3 separate regions of the Sus scrofa genome follow, and regions 1 and 3 are each linked to region 2. The links are chromatin contacts, called in public HiChIP or PLAC-seq maps. All regions are on one chromosome and are shown on one strand. Each heading gives the region's core, a stretch centred on a gene start, on an enhancer-like site or on the middle of the called end of the contact. The rest is flanking DNA. Distances are from core to core; before and after follow the strand shown.

What was found. HiChIP or PLAC-seq counts read pairs in DNA pulled down with a chosen protein or histone mark.
Region 1: an H3K27ac HiChIP or PLAC-seq map of alveolar macrophages shows a contact between it and region 2. The contact joins two enhancer-like sites. A contact is called at or near these places in 1 of 5 promoter capture datasets (liver), 6 of 47 Hi-C or Micro-C datasets (alveolar macrophages, epiblast stem cells, fetal liver and 3 more) and 1 of 2 datasets of contacts at active chromatin or transcription factors (alveolar macrophages).
Region 3: an H3K27ac HiChIP or PLAC-seq map of alveolar macrophages shows a contact between it and region 2. The contact joins the promoter of KAT2B here to the enhancer-like site in region 2. A contact is called at or near these places in 1 of 5 promoter capture datasets (liver), 7 of 47 Hi-C or Micro-C datasets (alveolar macrophages, embryonic fibroblasts, epiblast stem cells and 3 more) and 2 of 2 datasets of contacts at active chromatin or transcription factors (alveolar macrophages and skeletal muscle).

Annotation. Positions count from the first base shown.
Region 1 is chr13:7,045,641-7,048,799 of Sscrofa11.1, forward strand. The region is part of intron 6 of KAT2B (histone acetyltransferase KAT2B); the gene reads left to right. Among named protein-coding and RNA genes, the nearest start is that of KAT2B, 62 kb to the left of the region's middle. Within about 2 kb of position 1,616, at least 14 of the 83 cell types and tissues checked have an H3K27ac peak or open chromatin away from gene starts, as enhancers often do. A contact at or near this core is called in alveolar macrophages and fetal liver, where this site is marked.
Region 2 is chr13:6,848,655-6,851,782 of Sscrofa11.1, forward strand. The region is part of intron 9 of EFHB (EF-hand domain-containing family member B); the gene reads right to left. Among named protein-coding and RNA genes, the nearest start is that of EFHB, 49 kb to the right of the region's middle. Within about 2 kb of position 1,822, at least 7 of the 83 cell types and tissues checked have an H3K27ac peak or open chromatin away from gene starts, as enhancers often do. A contact at or near this core is called in alveolar macrophages, embryonic fibroblasts and fetal liver, where this site is marked.
Region 3 is chr13:6,983,688-6,986,754 of Sscrofa11.1, forward strand. It overlaps KAT2B (histone acetyltransferase KAT2B), which reads left to right and starts at 1,464. Exons shown (of 19, transcript XM_021071366.1): 1 at 1,464-1,656; 2 at 1,659-1,849. The coding sequence starts at 1,548.

The sequences.
Region 1 (3,159 bases), core at 366-2,865, 200 kb after region 2:
GTGGACGTTCCCGGGCTAGGGGTCAAATCAGAACTTCAGCTGCAGACCTACTCCACAGTCGTGGCAACACTGGATTCGAGCTGCATCCTCAGCTTGCAACAACATGGGATCTTTAACCCATTAAGTGAAGCCAGGGATTGAACGTGCATCCTCATTACACTGAGCCACAATGGGAACTCCTAAACTTTTTTTTTTTTTTTTTTTAAAGAAGGGTCACCATAGTCCCAGTACCATGGTGGAACTTATATCATTTTATATATTGTCTTACAGTCTTTGTCCTTTAAATAGATGTTTTACAGTAGTCAGAATGAAAGAAAAAGTAGAATTTGCATCCTTTTTGTCCTCCATTTGAACATTTTACCGGTTATATGAGAGTCTGCTGAGTTGAGTTACTGTGATTTACCTAATCATTTCCCTCTTTGTGGACATTCGACTCTGCAACTATTTTTGGATTACACATTCTATTTCCTAAAGTGGGAATTTATTTTTATTACCTATGAATTGCAGAATAATAGAATTGTGTTTAAGAGTCATAAACGTAGGCCATATAAAATAGAATGACCTGCATTTATTTTTAAGTAAGAGAATGACTTGGATTGTCCATTCTAGTCACCATTTTTTTTTATAACTTTTCCTTTTATATTTTATAGGCACATTAAACTTGTGTCTGTGGTTTTCTTTTTTCTTTCTCCTGATTTAAAATAGGCAGTGTTTTTTTGACAGCCTATAAAGACTGCTTATACCCAGGTTATTTTCTGTAACAGCAGATGACATGTAGGAATGGGTGCACTTTAAGATCAGCTCTCTCCTCTGTTAACTGACCTGATTTCATGAGTAAAACCCCCTTTCTCCTCTCCTCCCTCCTTTTACAGTATATACAATTTGAACTGTAAAGTATTTTCTCTTAATAAATTGACTTTTACAGGAATTACAGATTTCTTTTTTTAAATTAAATCTTCATTTTTACACCTTCATTTCAGAGTTTTGCATTAATAGGAGTCTCTATATTATTGTTACTCTTGTTTATAATAAATTAATAGCACTGTCAAAAATATATTTTAACTCGATCTGTGAGTGATTGACAGAGCTCAGTATTTGTCAAAGTTAACCCCATGAAAGTATTTGCCATTCTTCAAAGAGGAGAATTGTTTCATCAAGGGGAATTCGAAGTTCCTGTTGTGGTGCAGTGGGTTAAGAATCCCACTGGTGCAGCAGCTCTGGTCACTGTGGAGACAATGTGTTCGATCCCCTGCCCAGTAGGTTAAAGGATCCAGTGTTGCTGCAGCTGTGGTGTAGGGAACTTCCCTATGCCATGGGTACGGCTATTAAAAAAAAAAAAAAAAAAAAAGAATTAAATGTGAAGCAGCATGGGAGTTAATGCTGTATTTTGGAAACAGAATAAAAACACTAGGTAGCATTTGGGAATTAGCAAGAAATGGGTGGCACTTATAGATACTTAAGGAGTCAGAAAAATAGAAGTCGAGTTCTGGAATGAGTGATGGGTTTGAACTATGGCTCCATTGCTCCCCAGTTCTGTGTGCCTTAGACCAGTCACTTCACCTCCTTGACCTTCTGTTTCTTTCTCTGCTCAGTCCCATGGGTGTTATGTGTTCCTGGAGCTGGTCTGTGCGTGGTGTCTGGCACACCGCATGGGTGCTGGGAAGATGCTAGTCATGCTTTTCCTCCCACACATGTACTCCAAAATTCAGTCACTGCCAACGTGCGCCTCTTAAACTAGAGCATGTACACGGAATGAGAGTGTCATAAGATAACAGGGCAGAGAAGACAGCAGCGTCTTGCTCACCCCGCCTCCCCAGCCTGTGGAAGAGTGGGGTCCTATGTGGTGAAGGGAAGCCGCAGAGAGGCTGAAATGAGTCTGTCCTGCCGAACGCTGCAAGCTGCTGATTTCTAGGCGGGACGGAGACTAGGAGCCTCAGTGGATGAAAAAAAGGAAATGAAGTTTCACACATCACTCCCCCACTTCCCCCAGCATCATGCCCTGTTGATGAAGAAAGGGAAGCAGAGAGAAACAAGCTGGGAACATTCTGAGAAGCAAGACTTGTTTCCGAGTCAAGCTTCGCTGTCATGACCACTTGGGAATTGAAAAAAACCACAGGCCGCAGCACCACGGGGCCTTGCTGATACCATCTTTTCAAAAATGGGTCCTGTTACAGCTGCAGGCACCACGGGGCCTTATCTTGATGTGTAAGCGAACCTCAGGACCTGGATGGCTGGTTCAGTATGTAATTTCTGGCTGTCATAGCCATCGGAACAGAGGGGCTGAGACTTGTGGAGCTCACAACAGCCTGATGATGGGGAGAGACAGAATTCTCCATGGAAAAGACTGGACTTAGAAAATAATTAGGTTTCTGATAAAGCTGATCCCTAGGATTTATCCAAAAAAATTTTTTTTTTTTTTTGCTTTTTAGGGCTGCACCTGCGGCATATGGAAGTTCATAGGTTGAATAGGAGCTACAGCTGCCAGCCTACACCACAACCAGAGCAACGCGGGATCCGAGCCTCGTCTTCAACCTACCCCACAGCTCATGGCAACACCAAATCCCCGACCCACTGAGCAAGGCCAGGGATTGAACCCGAATCCTCATGGGTACTAGTTGGATTGGTTTCCATGCGCCACAAGGAGAATTTTTTTATCCCCTGATAAAAAATTAAATGCAGACCGAGCAGTAGAACTCCTTAAGTTGCTTTTGTTCTCTGTCCTGAATTAAGGAAAAATATACCTTTTTTTTTTTTTTTTTTTTTTTTTTTGCCATGCCTGCAGCATGCAGAAGTTCCCAGGCCAGGAATTGAACCCATGCCATAACAATGACAGAGGCATAGCAGTGACCATGTCAGATCCTTAACCCATTAAGCCACCAGGGAACTCCTATTCATGTTGTAAAGAAAGTGAGGTGGAGAATTCCCATGTGGCTCAGCAGGTTAAGGATCTGACATTGTCACTGCTGTGGTTTGGGCCATTGCCACGGCATGGGTTAAATCCTTGGCCCAGGAACTTCTGCAAGCTCGAGGGCATGGCCAAACATAAAAAATAAAAGGAAAGAAAGGTGGTTGCAAATTGTCAGGATGCTGTAAAAAGTCTGAGAGTTGTTTGAACAATTAGTTAACTGCATACATATCCCATCTGTTATGCATAAAAAA
Region 2 (3,128 bases), core at 572-3,071:
CCTGGATTAAAATGAACTCCTTTATGAAAGCCTCTGCCTCAAGCCCAAGTCAACCAAAACTGCAAATCCCACAGCCCTAACTGAAAAGCAATGGGGACGGAGATGGGGGGTGGCTGTTGAATCAAGGGGACTCCCAAACTGAAACAGACGGTGGCAACAATGACTCTGCTGCCCCATGTAGGGCCTTGTGTGGATTGAGAGCACATGTGAGAGCACGTGTGATTTGTTTCACTGAGTTGCATGCCGCCATATACTACTCAAAACTCAAAGTCATCTTTCTTACTTACAAGCCTTCCTTGCCTCTGCATCCTTGCTTTTTCCCTCCTCCATACCCCAACCTCAGCTGTTCTAAGGAGAATGATGACTAGGCATGGGACAAGATCTCCTTGTCCCCGAGGGGATCAAAGGCCACAAGCATCTATCCAAGCAGGGGAACTTCAGTGGGGAGAGACTCAAACTACTATGGCTTCGTTGGTTAAGGGTGCCAAAGTCATGCTCCAACCCAATCTGCAGGGAGAAGAGATGTCAGGATTCCGCTGGTGGGGCCTGTTCAAAGTGGAGAAGGAAAGTTTACAATATATTGAGAGTTCCCACTGTGGCTCAGCAGAAACAAACCTGACTAGTATCCATGAGGATGCGGGTTCCATCCCTGGCCTCGATCAGTGGGTTAAGGGTCTGGCATTTGCCGCGAGCTATGGTGTAGGTCACAGATGTAGCTCAGATCTGGCGTTGCTGTGGCTGTGGCATAGGCCTGCAGCTGTAGCTCCAATTTGACACCTAGTCTGAGAATTTCCATATGCCATAGGAGTGGCCCTAAAATATATTTTATATATATTTTTTAATAGATATATTTACTTTAAAATTACATATAATAATATATAATTATATATAATTTACATATAATTTATATATTAATATTACATTATTAATATATTATATATATATATATATAATTTGTGTGGCTTTCACACTGGATGTACAGTTGGTATGGATACTTTCCATGCCTGTATTGTAAATGTTTATAGACATTTGTGACCAAGAGAAGCCACATGTAGAGAATGCTAGTCCCCTTGGGGCCCCACAGCCCTAATGACCCCTTTGAGCTGCAAGTCTCTATCAGTAATGATTTTACCACTTAGATAGAGTCTCTGGGCCTGGTTCACTAATCTGAAACCTAATGGTCTTCACTGGTCTGCTGTGCCTTTCAACCCCAGTGAGAACTGTGAAGGACCAACAAAGGGCAGAGTCACTCTATTCAGGGGGCAGATTTCAAGGTTATTCTCATGTCTCTGGCCAGAACTCCTCTGGATAAATCTGTTATAGTTTTACTGATTCTTGGACTATTGCCAATAGCCTGCCTGTTTGGTTGCCACTTGGAAAACTGCAGACTGGAAGATTAAAGACAGCACCTTTTGAGTCTGAAAACTATGGAAGCAAATCACAGCTGCTGAGTGGATGATTCAGGTAATTCACATAGATGCCCAGGAAAGAGTCCATTCTTCATTGAGAATGACTGAAATCAAGCTTCAGATTGAGCCAGACCCGCGCAGATTGCCACCATCACTGCCTGGATCCATCACTGTTCCAGATATACACCCACCTTTAGACTGGGCACAAAGTAAAGCAGTTTGTGTTTCTGCGGGAGAGGCTACCACCACGTGCCAAACTTGTGACTCCTGCTACAAGCTGACCCATCTGGCTCATGGCCAGGGAGGACACATCACACACAGGGCATGGTCCCATGCTCCTGACATCCTGACTACACTGTCCCCTCTCAGAGTGGCTCATCCCACTGTTGACATATTTTCCATTTATGGAATTGCTATTACACACCAATCAGTCAGCTCCATCACGAGAGTATGGCCCATGAAATTAATCTGAGTCAAGTGCTGTGCTGTCTGGACCATTTTCAGTCTGACAGTGGTGTGCCTTATAGCACAAAGGTTACTCAACAGTGAGCTGTTAGCCAAGGCATTCAATGAACTTTTCCTGTTCCCAACCATCCACAGTCATCTGCTATTACCAAGCTTTGGAATAGCCTTCTCAAAAACCATCTACCTGGAAAACAAAAAACAAAAAACAAGAAAAACCCGTCTACCTGGACCTAGAAATTATCATGCTAAGTGAAGTTAGCCAACATCATATGCTATCACTTACATGTGGAATCTAGAAAAAGGACACGATGAACTTCTTTGCATAATAAACACTGACTCACAGACTTTGAAAAACTTATAGTTTCCAAAGGAGACAGGTTGGGGGTGGGGGGAGGGGCCTGAGGTTTGAGATGGAAATGCTACAAAATTGGGTTGTAATGATCACAATTACAACTATAAATGTAATAAAATTCATTGAGGAAAAAAAAATCTACCTTCCTCACCAGCTCCTGGCTCACAAGTCTTAGTAAACCAGTTTTGTCACTGGATGCCACTGTTCCCCAAAAGTAATTGTCCCATCCTGCGTAATAATTAGAATGGGAGGAGTTGGAATTATATATACTTGTTCTGAAAATTCGAGACTCTGCCGTGACCACTCTTTAACATGATAAGTTGCCTTTTTCTTCCCCCCTCTAGATTTTAAGTTCCCTGAGTGGAAAGTCTACACCTTATCTTGAGTAATGTTTGATGCACTGCGAGTGTTCACAAATAACATAATTAATCTTCTAAGCCAAGAAGATTTCATTTAGGAAATCAGTTTATTTGTTCTGTTTTATTTTTCTTTTCAATTAAATTAAATCTGGGCATTCAACGGTATAAGATTCAAATCATCAAAAACCATCCTACAGCTGTACTAAGAAGACCCATATTTTATTACCCTCTGAGAAAAAAAAGCTCCTCAAGGACACCAAGCACTACATTGTGAATATTAAAAGTTAACTATTTAAAAGGTATATCAGCATTAAATAATTCTCAGTAATTTTCTCTTAGTAATTTAATTTTATCATAAGGAATGCGCCTGGTGGTTCACTAAGATAATCAACAGCTATTAAGATGATCGTCTTGCCTATAATTACATTTAAAATGAAAAATTTTTAGGAAGCAGAGCATTATGCATTCTGCTAGGTTTTCTTATTCACACCCCTACTATGTAAATTTCCCCAATACCATCTTTGTAGATACTTGGATTTGAGT
Region 3 (3,067 bases), core at 214-2,713, 130 kb after region 2:
CCCTAGCCTAGGAACCTCCATATGCTGTGGGTTCAGCCCTAAAAAGACAAAAAGACCAAAAAAAAAAAAAAAAAAAAAAAAAAACCAAAACAAACACGAAAACCCACACACATTATGACCCATATTACATAAAAATTATGACTCATATTACAAAAGCAGGGCATTTGTGACAGGTCCTGAGATATAGCCCTGTGTTTTCAAAAACTGCTCTAGAGAGGCAGACCAAAGGTGCACAGCTTTCAAATGAAAAACTGAAACGTGTTCTCTGAATTACTAAACACCACCCTCATTGTCATCAACAATGAAAACGGTAGCTTTCAACAGTTTCAACAAAGTTGAAAATGCTGAGTTGAGTTTTTCAGTTTTTTGTTTTGTTTTTGTTTTTAAGTTTGAAGCCAAAACCAACACATTCTTTTGGACGCTGCTGAAGTTTTTTTTCATGGTTAATATGCATGCTGGTGATATCAATTCTGAAAACTATGCAACATTATAGAAAAAAAAGTAACAAGGTTATAGTCCCACCCTGCGGAGATGAGTCCTGTTAACGAACTTTTCCCACTGCGAGTAGCTTTCATTCTAATAGTGCTTTTTGGACTAGCATTCTTTTTAACAACCAGCACTTTCAAACAAAAATTACAGAAAATATCGATTAACAGTCTTTTCCTTTCTCTGGCTGGTGGGATCTAGAAATTGCTTATAGGAAGAAACTGTTCTTAAAGGAAAGAAGTTGGGCAGAAAAGTATCTAAAAAGAGAAATGGAAAACATCACGCTTTTATTTTGGTTGAATTACCAACAAAGAAAAGGATTAGCACGGACGGGTACTTTTCAAAAATATTTTTTTTTTCCCTCTGGCTCCCGCTAGGGTGGAGGAAGTTGTCTTCGTTCTGCGAAAGGGTGGAATAGTGGGGAGGGACAGATGATGGGAGTCTCTCCCCCCCCTGCCGCCCCCGGCGACCCCATCCTAGGCGGGGTCGGCTGGGTAAGGGGGACTGCTGAGATGGAGGCGGCCAGCAGGTGCCTGGGCGCCGGCCCCTACCCTCCTTCTCGTCCCCCCCACCTCCGGCTTGGCCTCGCCCCCTGGCGGGCGAGCGCCTGGTGCCAGGCGCCGGGTGGGGGGTGCACGCCCCGCAGGCAGCGGGAAGCTACCGGGGTGGGGGGAGTGCCTGGCCCGACCTTCCTCCGGAGCCAGCACCCGCCGCAGGCACCCCGGGAACATGTCCGCGGCCCGCGCGCGGAGCGGGGCCCCGGGGAGAAGAGCCAGGGGAGGGCGGGCGCAGTGGCGGCGGCGGCGGCCGTGGAGCCGCTAGTCCCCTCCCTCCGGGGGGAGCAGCTGCCGCCGCCACCACCACCGTCAGCGCGCGGGCCGCGGCCGGAGCGAGCCGGGCGGGCGGTGCGCGGGGAGGGCGGGGGCGGGGAGGGGGGTGGGCGCAGGGGCGGGAGGGCGCGGGGGGAGGGTCTCGCGCTCCCGGCGACCAGAGCCCGAGAGAGAGACCCTGGCGGCGGCGGCGCCTGACACTCGGCGCCTCCTGCCGTGCTCCGGGGCGGCATGTCCGAGGCTGGCGGGGCCGGGCCGGGCGGCGGCGGGGCGGGGGCCGGGGCGGGGGCTGGGCTCGGGGCGCTACCCCCGCCGCCCCCCGCGCCGCCGCCTGCGCCCCCGCAGGCTCCCCTTGCGCCGCCGCCGCCGGGGGCTCGGGTGCCTGCGGACCGGCGACGGCGGTGGCGGCGGCGGGCACAGCCGAGGGACCGGGAGGCGGCGGCTCGGCCCGGATCGCGGTGAAGAAGGCGCAACTGCGCTCCGCTCCGCGGGCCAAGAAACTGGAGAAACTCGGAGTGTACTCCGCCTGCAAGGTACGCGCTCCGCTCGGGGCCCGCCCGAGGAGCAGCGGCCAGGCCCGCAGGACCCCACCCCCTCCCCTTCCCGCCCCCACCTCCCGCCTCCCGCCTGGGGCCGCTGCACCGCGGAAGTGCTGCTGTGCCCGCGCCCAATTAGCAGCTTCTCGGACCAGAGTCCTGTCGGGAGGGAGAATTGATCTCCGCGACGGAGAGCCTTTCCTTCCTTCCCTTTGGAAAGAGTTGCCGCTGCGTTCGCGCTCCTGGGCTGCCCTGGGGCTTTGTTGCTCTGTAGGAGCTCGCCGGAGGCGCCTTCCTGGGAGTGGAGCTGGGCTCACTGTGCGGCGAGCGCCCTAGGGCCAAAAAAACATCTTTGGGGATCTGAGCGTCCCCTCTCCGCCCTCCTTTCCCTGTGCTCCGTGGGGCGGAGCTGGGTGGAAGGAGTGTGGCTGGAGTGGGATCCCTGACTCCCAGCGCTTTGGGAGCTCTAAGGGGCGGAACGCGCAGGGTGGGAAGTTGGGTGCAGCCCGAGGCAGGGTCTTAGAGCTGCGGGCGCCCTCCGCGGACGGCAGAGGCGTTAAGGTGCGCGGTGACAGCCCCGTCATTATTGTATTATTACTTGTTTAGTTGAATCGCCAGCCTCTCGGGGTGTAAACAGGATTTGGCAAGGTGACAGCCCAGCGCGGCGGGCGCTACTGCTCAGTTTGAGAACGCGCGTTTCTCGCCATCCCGTTTCCATGCCAGCTCTGGGCACCCAGTCACCCCTGAGCTGCGGATCCAGATGTGGGCGCCGAGCTTCTGGAGTGGCGACATTGGCCGAGGCCGCGGGGCAGGCTGGCCCTGCGCTGTCAGCAGCGGCTTTGTTTTGACAGGGTGACAGCTGAGGGGGGCGGGGACTTGGCCTTGTCAGCTCCTGCGGCCTGTGGCCGAGGCGGGGAAGAGACACACACACACACACACACACACACACACCTCCCCTGTATTCCTCCCGCCTGCTGCAAAACGGGGTCCAGTTCCCAGATTCCAGATCTCCACAGCCTAGCTGCAGCAGGTCACGTCTGAATTTTGGTGAAAGATTATTAACCCTGTTAGAACCCCTCTCCCTGGTGTTGCTGCTTTTAGAGCTTCTCCACTGCAATGGAATGCCTGTACTTTCCCTTTTCCACGCCATTCACATCCTCCTGTACTTTGAACACCTGCTGTAGACCCTGCCCGGGCATAATAAATCTTGGTTGA